2 separate regions of the Sus scrofa genome follow, and region 1 is linked to region 2. A link is a contact called in public HiChIP or PLAC-seq data. All regions are on one chromosome and are shown on one strand. The core of a region is the stretch at or near the end of the contact, and the rest is flanking DNA. Distances in the headings are between cores, read along the strand shown.

Evidence for each region. HiChIP or PLAC-seq counts read pairs in DNA pulled down with a chosen protein or histone mark.
Region 1: an H3K27ac HiChIP or PLAC-seq map of skeletal muscle shows a contact between it and region 2. The contact joins two enhancer-like sites. A contact is called at or near these places in 1 of 5 promoter capture datasets (fetal liver) and 2 of 2 datasets of contacts at active chromatin or transcription factors (alveolar macrophages and skeletal muscle).

What each region holds. Positions count from the first base shown.
Region 1 is chr6:165,991,570-165,996,180 of Sscrofa11.1, reverse strand. The region is part of intron 6 of TESK2 (dual specificity testis-specific protein kinase 2); the gene reads right to left. Among named protein-coding and RNA genes, the nearest start is that of MUTYH, 9.0 kb to the left of the region's middle. Within about 2 kb of position 1,745, at least 3 of the 83 cell types and tissues checked have an H3K27ac peak or open chromatin away from gene starts, as enhancers often do. A contact at or near this core is called in skeletal muscle, where this site is marked.
Region 2 is chr6:165,779,031-165,783,528 of Sscrofa11.1, reverse strand. It overlaps NASP (nuclear autoantigenic sperm protein), which reads left to right. Exons shown (of 14, transcript XM_021096741.1): 6 at 3,647-3,726; 7 at 4,031-4,116; 8 at 4,231-4,304. Among named protein-coding and RNA genes, the nearest start is that of CCDC17, 13 kb to the right of the region's middle. Within about 2 kb of position 1,503, at least 3 of the 83 cell types and tissues checked have an H3K27ac peak or open chromatin away from gene starts, as enhancers often do. A contact at or near this core is called in skeletal muscle, where this site is marked.

The DNA.
Region 1 (4,611 bases), core at 496-2,995, 210 kb before region 2:
AAAGAAGAAGACAGTGTGGCTCAGAAGTGGGGACCAGCCAGCCGCAGAGCTTACCACCAGCCCTCCCTGCCGCAGGGCACCACGTCCTCTGCTCCTTGGTGACACCACACGCTCAGGCTGACCCCAGTGGCCAGTCCTAGGGGCTCAGATGGCCATCTGAGACGAGTTAGGGCTGGGTCTTGAGGCTGCCCTAGGATTCATGTCATGCTTCATACACAAGTCTTTTTTTTTTTTTTGTCTTTTGTCCTTTGGTCTTTAAGGCCGCACCCACAGCATATGGAGGTTCCCAGGCTAGGGGTCTAATTGGGGCCGTAGCCGCTGGCCTACACCACAGCCATAGCAAAGCGGGATCCGAGCTGCATCTGCAACCTACACCACAGCTCACAGCAACACCAGATCCTTAACCCACTGAGCGAGGCCAGGGATGGAACCCAGAACCTCATGGTTACTAGCCAGGTTCTTTAACGACTGAGCCACGACGGGAACTCCCCAAACATTAATATTTATCTTTGCTGCCTATGTGCTAGGGATGGTTTTAAGTGTCAGCAATACCTCAGTGAACAGAACCTGTCCTCCTGGAGCTTACGATCTAGTGGAGGCAGACAGACCTGCAGGCCTCTGGCCTCCCTTCATGCTTCCCTCCGAATGCACAGATCCAGGCCTGACTTTGCCAAGTAACGTAAGCACAGGACAAGCACCCAAGCCTACATGAACGTTCACTGCCCACAAAACCACAACCAGTCTCCTGTCGATGTTAAAAGCACATGATCTGGCTCAAACCAACCAACTCCCGCCCTCCTCTGTGTCCCTGGTGCCACCACGTACACATCTTCATGCAAAGCGTCACAGACGAGATTGATTTGGGAAGCCTTTGTCTTTGCCTACACTGTTCCCCACCGTCTGGAAGGTTCTCCCAATTCTTTTCACCTCAGAATTCTGTGTGTCTGAGGACAGGCTGGCTCTTGCGGCTCCGACCTCTCCAGCTCTCATCTTCATCTCTCTCTCACCTTAACTCTGACTCCGCCCCTGTGGCGCTTCCTCTTACGGCCAAGCAGAGGGCCGTCAGGAGCAAGTCCGGGTGTGGGCCCTCCCTCCCAGTCCTCACCTCGTGAGAGGCTCAGAACAAGCTCACTGAACAAATGCTGCTGCCCTCACAGGACGGACCCACACGACTTGAAAGTAAACACAAAGCAGCAACAAGCTCTCTCCAAAATAGCTGCATTCAAAATGGCCCTGAACTACTCCGGCTCAGAAGACACCGCCCTCCACCCCCACCCCCTTCCTCCAGAGGCAGCAGAGAGCAGGGGTCCTTGGCTCACGGGGACATTTCTGGGGCCAGCAAGACCCTCTATCCTCGAACCAGCCCTCCCTCTCTTCCTCCCCCTGGCATCCAGGTGCCAAGCCCTGCAACGTCACCTGCTTACGCCACTTCAGGGACAAAGTAGTCACTTACTCTGGCCTTGGTGCCACCACACTATTCTCTTTCCCTGAGCTGTGAGGTCATCACATCCTCTCCTACCCTGGATCCCTGGGAGACATACTGTTTCCGGCTTCTAAGCAGGACTGTCCTTTTGCTTGTCCCGGCTTTAACCCTCCCTTCAGTCCCGCTGGCTCAGCGAACCCCACCCCCACCCCAGCTCCCTGACTTCACTTTCTGTGAGAAGATGGGCTCTAGGCCCGCTTGCCTATCAGCCAGCCAAAGCCTGAGCTATGTTGGGCACTGGCTTGTGACGCAGTGGCGGCTCAGATCTGTCACCTGTTTTTCTCCCCTCCTTACACCACGACTTACACCACAGCTCATGGCAACACCAGATCCTTAACCCACTGAGTGAGGCCAGGGATCGAACCCACATCCTCATGGTTGCTAGTCAGATTTGTTTCCGCTGCACCATGACGGGAACTCCTCTCCTCCTCTTCTTTAACCAACAACTCAGGCTTCTGTCTCCAAGGCTCAGTCTAAAGTCCTATGTACTATTTGCTTTGTGGCCTCACAAAGAACCCTGTTAAATTCAACTTGGGAGCAGCAAGTAAGGACTAGAACATGGCCACAGCACACGGCCCCCTGTCAAAGCTGTTCCATTTCTGCCCCGTCTTCACATTCGTGGAGACCTCTTGTCACTGCAAACCCCCCATCCGGGAGTGAGACGTCACAGCAGCTTCTCTGAGCAGCTGAGAAATGGCTAAGGCAGGGGTGATCAGGGCCCTGCAACATGGGGCAGGCCTGCCTAGCCCAACACTGGAGTGTGACCACTGCCTCTCTTAAAGCTTCTCCATGGTGGAGTTCCTGTCGTGGCTCAGCAGAAATGAATCTGACTAGCATCCATGAAGACGCAGGTTCGATCCCAGGCCTCACTTGGTGGGTTAAGGATCCGGCATTGCCGTGAGCTGTAGTGTAGCTTGCAGATGTGGCTCGGACCTCGCATTGCTGTGGCTGTGGCGTAGGTCGGCAGCTGCAGCTCCCACTTGACCCCTAGCCTGGGAACTTCCATATGCTGCAGGTGCGGCCCCAAGCAAGCAAGCAAGCAAGCTTCTCCATAGCCAATAGCCAGGCACTGGAGCCAAAGACAAAGATGGAATATACTGAAAGGCAAAAGAGCTGCCATTCGAAGTCTCTCCCTGAGGTGATGAGGGAAATGGGGAGGAACCCTGACCATCAGTTCCTAGGGGGTTTCAGCAAACGCCCGGCCTGCCCTTATGGGGTCTACACTGGAGGAGTTTGGCTGGCAACACCTGCTGCTTTTACTTCCTTATCTCCCGCTCCTTCCTCCCTGGCTTCTGCTGGAAGTGTTCCCACTGGAGATCCCAGTGCATTCCATGGCATTAAGCTCAGTAGACACAATCAGTCCTTATATCACGTGTTCTTCCTGCTGCTGAACACGCTGCCAGGCAGGTTATTTCCTTTGGTGCTTTTACGTAAGATTCAGGACTCCTATTAGCACTAGATGTGCAGAGACCAAGCAGCTGTGGTCCTGGAACTAACAGACTAGCTATTAGAGCCTAGTTCTTTTTGGTCATGCCCACGGCATGCAGAAATTCCTGAGCCACAGCAGTAACCCAAGCCACGGCAGGAACAAGACCAAGTCCTTAACTGCTAGGCCACCAGGGAACTCCTCTTCTTGTTCCTTTGTGATTCTTCTTTCTTGGCTTCTATGCCACTGTGGATTTCCTTCGCTGTACATGCCAGGGCTGGCTCTCCTTCCCATCCCTCGAGGTCTCAGGGGTCTCACTCGGGCCCACAGCTTGTGCTCCACTGTGGAGGCTCTTCCACATTTCTTCTCTAATCACCGCCTCTGCGCTGATGTCTCCCAAATGCATGACTTCAGCACCGACCTTTACACTCAAGCTCCCAATTTGCACACCCAGTCTATTTCTGGACATCTCCTCCTGGACTATTCACGCTGAACTCCAAACATGCAAACCTGAACTCATCTTTTTCCTCCCAAATGAAAACTCTAGCTATATTTTTTTTTTGAGGGGGTCACACCTGAAGCATGCAGAAGTTCCCAGGCCAAGGATCGAACATGTGCCACCGCAACAATCCAAACCACAGCTATGACAATGTCAGATCCTTAGCCCACTCAGCTGTATTTTTACGTCAAATGCCACTGCCACTTTCCATCCAGTTTGCTACTTCAGCTATCTGGGGCGCACTTGCGATTTCTCACTCTAAGTAATTTTAGCCTCTATGTGTTTTTCAAACCGGTCCCTCCCTCTTTATCTGAATTCCCATTGCCCTAGGTCAGGTCCTCCCCGAACATCACAACATGCCAGACTTGCGCTCCGTAATTTCTGCCAACGTGGTCTCGGTAAATGCAGATCTGTGTTACTCCCCTACTGAAAAGCGAGCAGTGACATTGCATCATTCCATGTATGTGAAATGAGAAATAGAAATAAGAATAAGAAATAAGAAAATCCAGAGAAACCGAAAAAAGATGAGTGGTTTCCAGAGGCTGGAGAGAGAGAACAGGGTACGGGGCTTTCTTTTTAGAGTGATGAAAAGTGCTGAAATTAGATAATGGTGATGACTGAAACCACTGAAATGTACTTTAAAAGGGTTAATTTTATTTATTTTTTCCTTTTAGGGCAGCATACGGAAGTTGCTGGAGGTAGGGGTCAAATCGAATCTGCAGCTGCCACAGCCACAGCCACACCACCAGATCTGAGCCACATCTGCCACCTGTGCTGCACTTTGCAGCAATGCTGATCCTTAACCTACTGAGTGTGGCAAGGGATCGAACCTGCATTCTCATAGATATTACTTGGATTTTTAACCTGCTAAGTCACCAGACTCTTTTCTTTTTTTTTATCTTTTGTCTTTTTAGGGCCGCACCTGTGGCATATGAAGGTTCCCAGGCTAGGGGTCTAACCGGAGCTATAGCTCCCAGCCTACACCACAGCCACAGCAATGCCGGATTCTTAACCCACTGAGCAAGGCCAGGGATCGAACCTGCAACCTCATGGTTCCTAGTCGGGTTCATTAACCACCAAGCCATGACAGGAACTCCTCAGGTTGGGTTAAATATCCTTTTCAAAGCACCCTATACATTTTCCTCTCCCTAACTTTAGCATTTGACATTAAATGACAATACTTGTTTCCACAGTCCCAATCTA
Region 2 (4,498 bases), core at 254-2,753:
TTAGCTGGCTTATAAACTAACGCTTTTACTAACTGCAGAATAGGCCTTTCTGTGACTTCGGAGACTTGGCTAGCCATATCAGTAACTTGATGCACCATGCTAGCCAATAAAGCTGGCTGGTGAGGAGGGCGGGAAGGGAGATAGTGGGCAAGGCTGGCAGAGAATGCTGAATGGATGCTCACGTGCATGCCTCTGGATTTTTTTATTTACTGTTCACATGGTTCCTTTTTCTGTGCTTTAGGAAGCAGGATTAGAGCAGTAGAATCCATTGAATTGATACACTTAAGCAGGCATGCCATTTGAGTGAAGGGGTAGTTCGTTAACCCTTGAATGTTCTATCACCAGAGCCAAGGAATCTGGTAACCTTTTAGTCTCGAAGTGTTTAGAGGCTTATTCACATTAGTTAAATTAGCCCCCTCCAAAAGATAGCAGAAAACCTGTTAAGCCCTCTTGCCATTTCCCCCTACTCATTTCATGCTTGCTTTGGCTGCTAATCTGAATTTTTTGCTACTTAGGATATTATTAAGCGTGGATGCATATTGGTCTAATTGTGATTCAGTTTCATCAAGATGTATAAGCCTCTAATGAGTAATTACATAATTGGCACGTCTGACTTGAGTTGTACTATCATTTGAGGATTCTACTGTCTAAGAGATTCATCTAACGGTGGTATTAATAATCGGAGGTACATTCCAACTGTTATTTCATACAATGAAGTACTTCCAGTTCTCCTAGATTTTCAGACTCATTATCAGTATTGGTAGCTAATTCTGGTAAACTTCCTTCTACCTATGTGCAGGTCCCTGTACTCCAGCCAGCACAGGCATGGTAACCAGAAGTGAATTGGCTAAATGGTAGCACCACTGGGCTGCTTATTGGGTTTGAGGAGATCTTTATAGAAAAAGCATGGAATTGCATTCCTCAATTAAAAAAAAAAAAAAAAACTGTCCATGTCTTGATCTTTAATGATAATGAGCTAGAGTAGTAAAAGGCTCTGCTAGCTCTCTTAAGAGTTGGACTTTGGATAATAGAGATGCCTATTTCTCCACAGTTTGTTGAAAAACTACTCAATTGAGTCACAAGTAACATTGTCAGAGCTCTCACACATACATTGCTTTTGGTCCCAGGATATGCCTGTGTAGCAGGCAGTGTAACAGTGATAAGGAAACTGATCCTTGTTTAGGGTCAAACAGTTAATCTGACCCTAGATCTGACTTGAATGCATTTGTCGTCCCCTTCTGATTAGAAATCTATGTGGTAACACTAGCTTGTAGAACTTTTACTAGAGGTTTTTCTCTTGAAATACCATTTCCTGCCATCTCTTGGGCTCTCCTTATCCCTGAAAAAGGTAATGGGCCTATTTTCTAGTTGTCATGCTATATGTTTGGCAAGTGAACAGAACTTTACTATTTTAGGCATAAAGCTTGGCCAAGCTTGGACTGTGCTGGTCAGTCTGTAGTAGTTCCTCACGTGGTGTGAGTGTTAAAATAACCAGAGGCTCAGCAGATTGCCTTTGCTTGGCCTTTAAGAGTCATTCTTCTGGTGTCTGTAGTTCTGTCCATATTGTGTTAAAGAGTCTACAAGATCACCAAAAACATGTTCCTTTTCTCTGAAGGATGGCATACCATAAAAAAGAGTCAAAGAAGCTTAGAAAGTGTTTTAACATACCTCTTTACTGAGGCAAATAATGCATTCCGTTAATACTTGGGTACAGGGTACCAGGTTTGGAAGGTGTTAAGATAATGGCCTTCCTAGTTCTCTTGCCACCAGTCTGTGAAGGTGGTGCAGATTCCTCAAAAGAAACCAGTATTTTTCTCAGACTCTTGTAAGAATTTAAAAATTTGATGCAAGACTCCAAATAACTAAGTATTTTATGCCAAATTAGATATCACCTTCTGTCATTCTAGTATGAATAGGACAGATAGCAGATAATTAAGAAGAACATAGAGGTTTTTTGTCAGTTTTTCCTGCAGTCTGGGAAGATAGGGTTTTTGTTTTATTTTGTTTTTGTCTTTTTGCCTTTTTCTAAGGCTGCGCCCTCAGCACATGGAGGTTCCCAGGCTAGGGGTAGAATTGGAGCTATAGCCACTGGCCTACACTAGAGCCACAGCAACGTGGGCTCCGAGCTGAGTCTGTGACCCACACCACAGCTCACGGCAATGCTGGATCCTTAACCCACTGAGCAAGGCCAGGGACCGAACCCACAACCTCATGGTTCCTAGTCGGATTCGTTAACCACTGCACCAGGACTGCCAGGACGGGAACTCCAAGATAGGGTGTGTTGTTGGTGATTTTTTTTTTTCCCCTCTTTTGAGTATTATGAGAAATAGAAAGATCTGCCTCGCCTGTCATAACTTCTGGTGGAGAACAGGCTTTCCTATCAGAGTCAATGAAACTATCTCGTCTAATACCAGGGAGCTAAGTATACAAACCATCTCGAAATTTGGGGATGGAAAGATAAATGGTTATGTGGTGGTTGGGACTTACATTTCAGAAGCATTAACTTATACGGTGAACAGGAAGAAAAGACGACACTTGATAAAACAGGGTTTGTTTGCCATAGACACAAATTCTAATTTGTTTGTAACTAGTTCTTAGCTGTGGTGTGTCCTACTAATTTATAGGGCTTTTCTGTGCTTTTCTCGTCCTGAAGCAGTTTTGATAGGTGAAAGTCCTTTAACCTGACTTCATAGCTCTGGCTCTAAGACCTAATTTCTATACTTATATTCCTGCCACACTTTAGTTAGGAGACAGCATTTGAGCTCTTTTGCTGATGTTAAAAATGCTTAGAGGGCAGAGATAGGCTCTTTATACTCAATTCATGAACTGTTTGTACCCTAAAAGCCCATTTTAATAACTTGACATTTTGAACTTGAGGTGAATTTTGAGGTGGTATGTGGAGCTATTTATTAGCAGCCTGTCCTTACAGGCAGTATTTAGTGTTTTGTCACTAAACACTATTTGGTGTTTGTTAGTATGGTGAACTGCGGTTGCAGATGTCAGCATGGTACTGGGGTAAAGTAATGTAAGATCCCTCACTCAAACGCGGTACGTGCTAGAGCTGGCTGGAGTGTGTGGCATGCTCATTGGTGAGAGGTGGTAAAGGCTATGCTTTTCTCTCCACAGATCTGTTGTGGGGAAGCTAGTCTCGAGCATTCTTGCCCAAAATGGACTGGAGTGATTTAACTTTTGGTACTTTCTTGGCCTTATTAGTATTATCTAACAGTTGGCTTAAAGACACCAGGAACACTGGTTGGAATTGCCAACTCCTTGCTTCTGGCTGAGTAGATGGGAGCTTCTAGCTAGTGAGTAAGAGCCAGTAGCTAATCTGTCTTGATCTAAATTGCCCAAGTTGCCTTTTAGAAGAGAAACACTCAGCCTGTCAATCACTGAAGGTCAAAACCATAGACGCTGTAAGATTATACAGCCTTAAGACTGGATTAGATTTGAATTAGACCGTTAACTACTGGCTTTATATTTATATCCGGTTCAGATGTTCACTGATTTTGGTTTAGTATCTGGCTTGTCCTACCTCAGAATATAGGTTATTTGACAAATGTTTATTGGAATCTCTGATCAGACCGTATATCTCAATATCTTAATAGATACCTTAATATTCTCAATACTGAAGAATTTTTGCTTACAGAAACCGAGGGCTCAGAAGAAGAGGATAAAGAAAATGACAAGGCTGAAGAAATACCAAGTGATTCGGTTCTTGAAAACAAGGTGAATATTTGTTCACCATCATCATCTGCTTTCTTATTGTAGGACTGTGGCTCATTCTAGCATAGGCATGATTATCACCCATAGCCTTTTCTTGGTTAGGGATTGGAGACCCTTTATTCATCAGGAATAGAGAGATCATTTGACCGCAAGGGGTCGCAACATACCACTGCTAACTATTACTGACCTAATGGGATGCTATGGGGTAGAATCAGTGTTCCCCCCCTTCTAAATTAAACATTTAGATTTGTAATCGAAAGATGTCTTTCTTGTGCTTCTGCCTAATACCAATGCTTTGGATATTTAGTCTCTTCAAGAAAATGAAGAGGAGGAGATTGGAAACCTAGAGCTTGCCTGGGATATGCTGGATTTAGCAAAGATCATTTTTAAAAGGTAAAACTCTTGGTGCTTGTAGACTCAGGTTGGGAGCTTGGTGGTTGAAAACAGAAAGCAGTTAGGGTTGGACAGATTCTATTAAGGTTTCTGATTTATGTTTCCTTTTTTCAGACAAGACACCAAAGAAGCTCAGCTTTATGCTGCACAGGCACATCTTAAACTTGGAGAAGTTAGTGTTGAATCTGGTAATACATTTTCCGTTTTACTCTCCCCTCTAACACACTCATATGCCCCTGCCTTACTCTTCCTCTGCTTTCTTAAAACCCAGCTCAGTTGTTCATAAACTGTGGGCAGTTGGCTTTAAATGGACAGTAGGGGGTTTTCTTGGTTCCCTATGGTTCCTAAAGCAATGGAGTCCTTTTTTTTTTTTTTTTTTTTT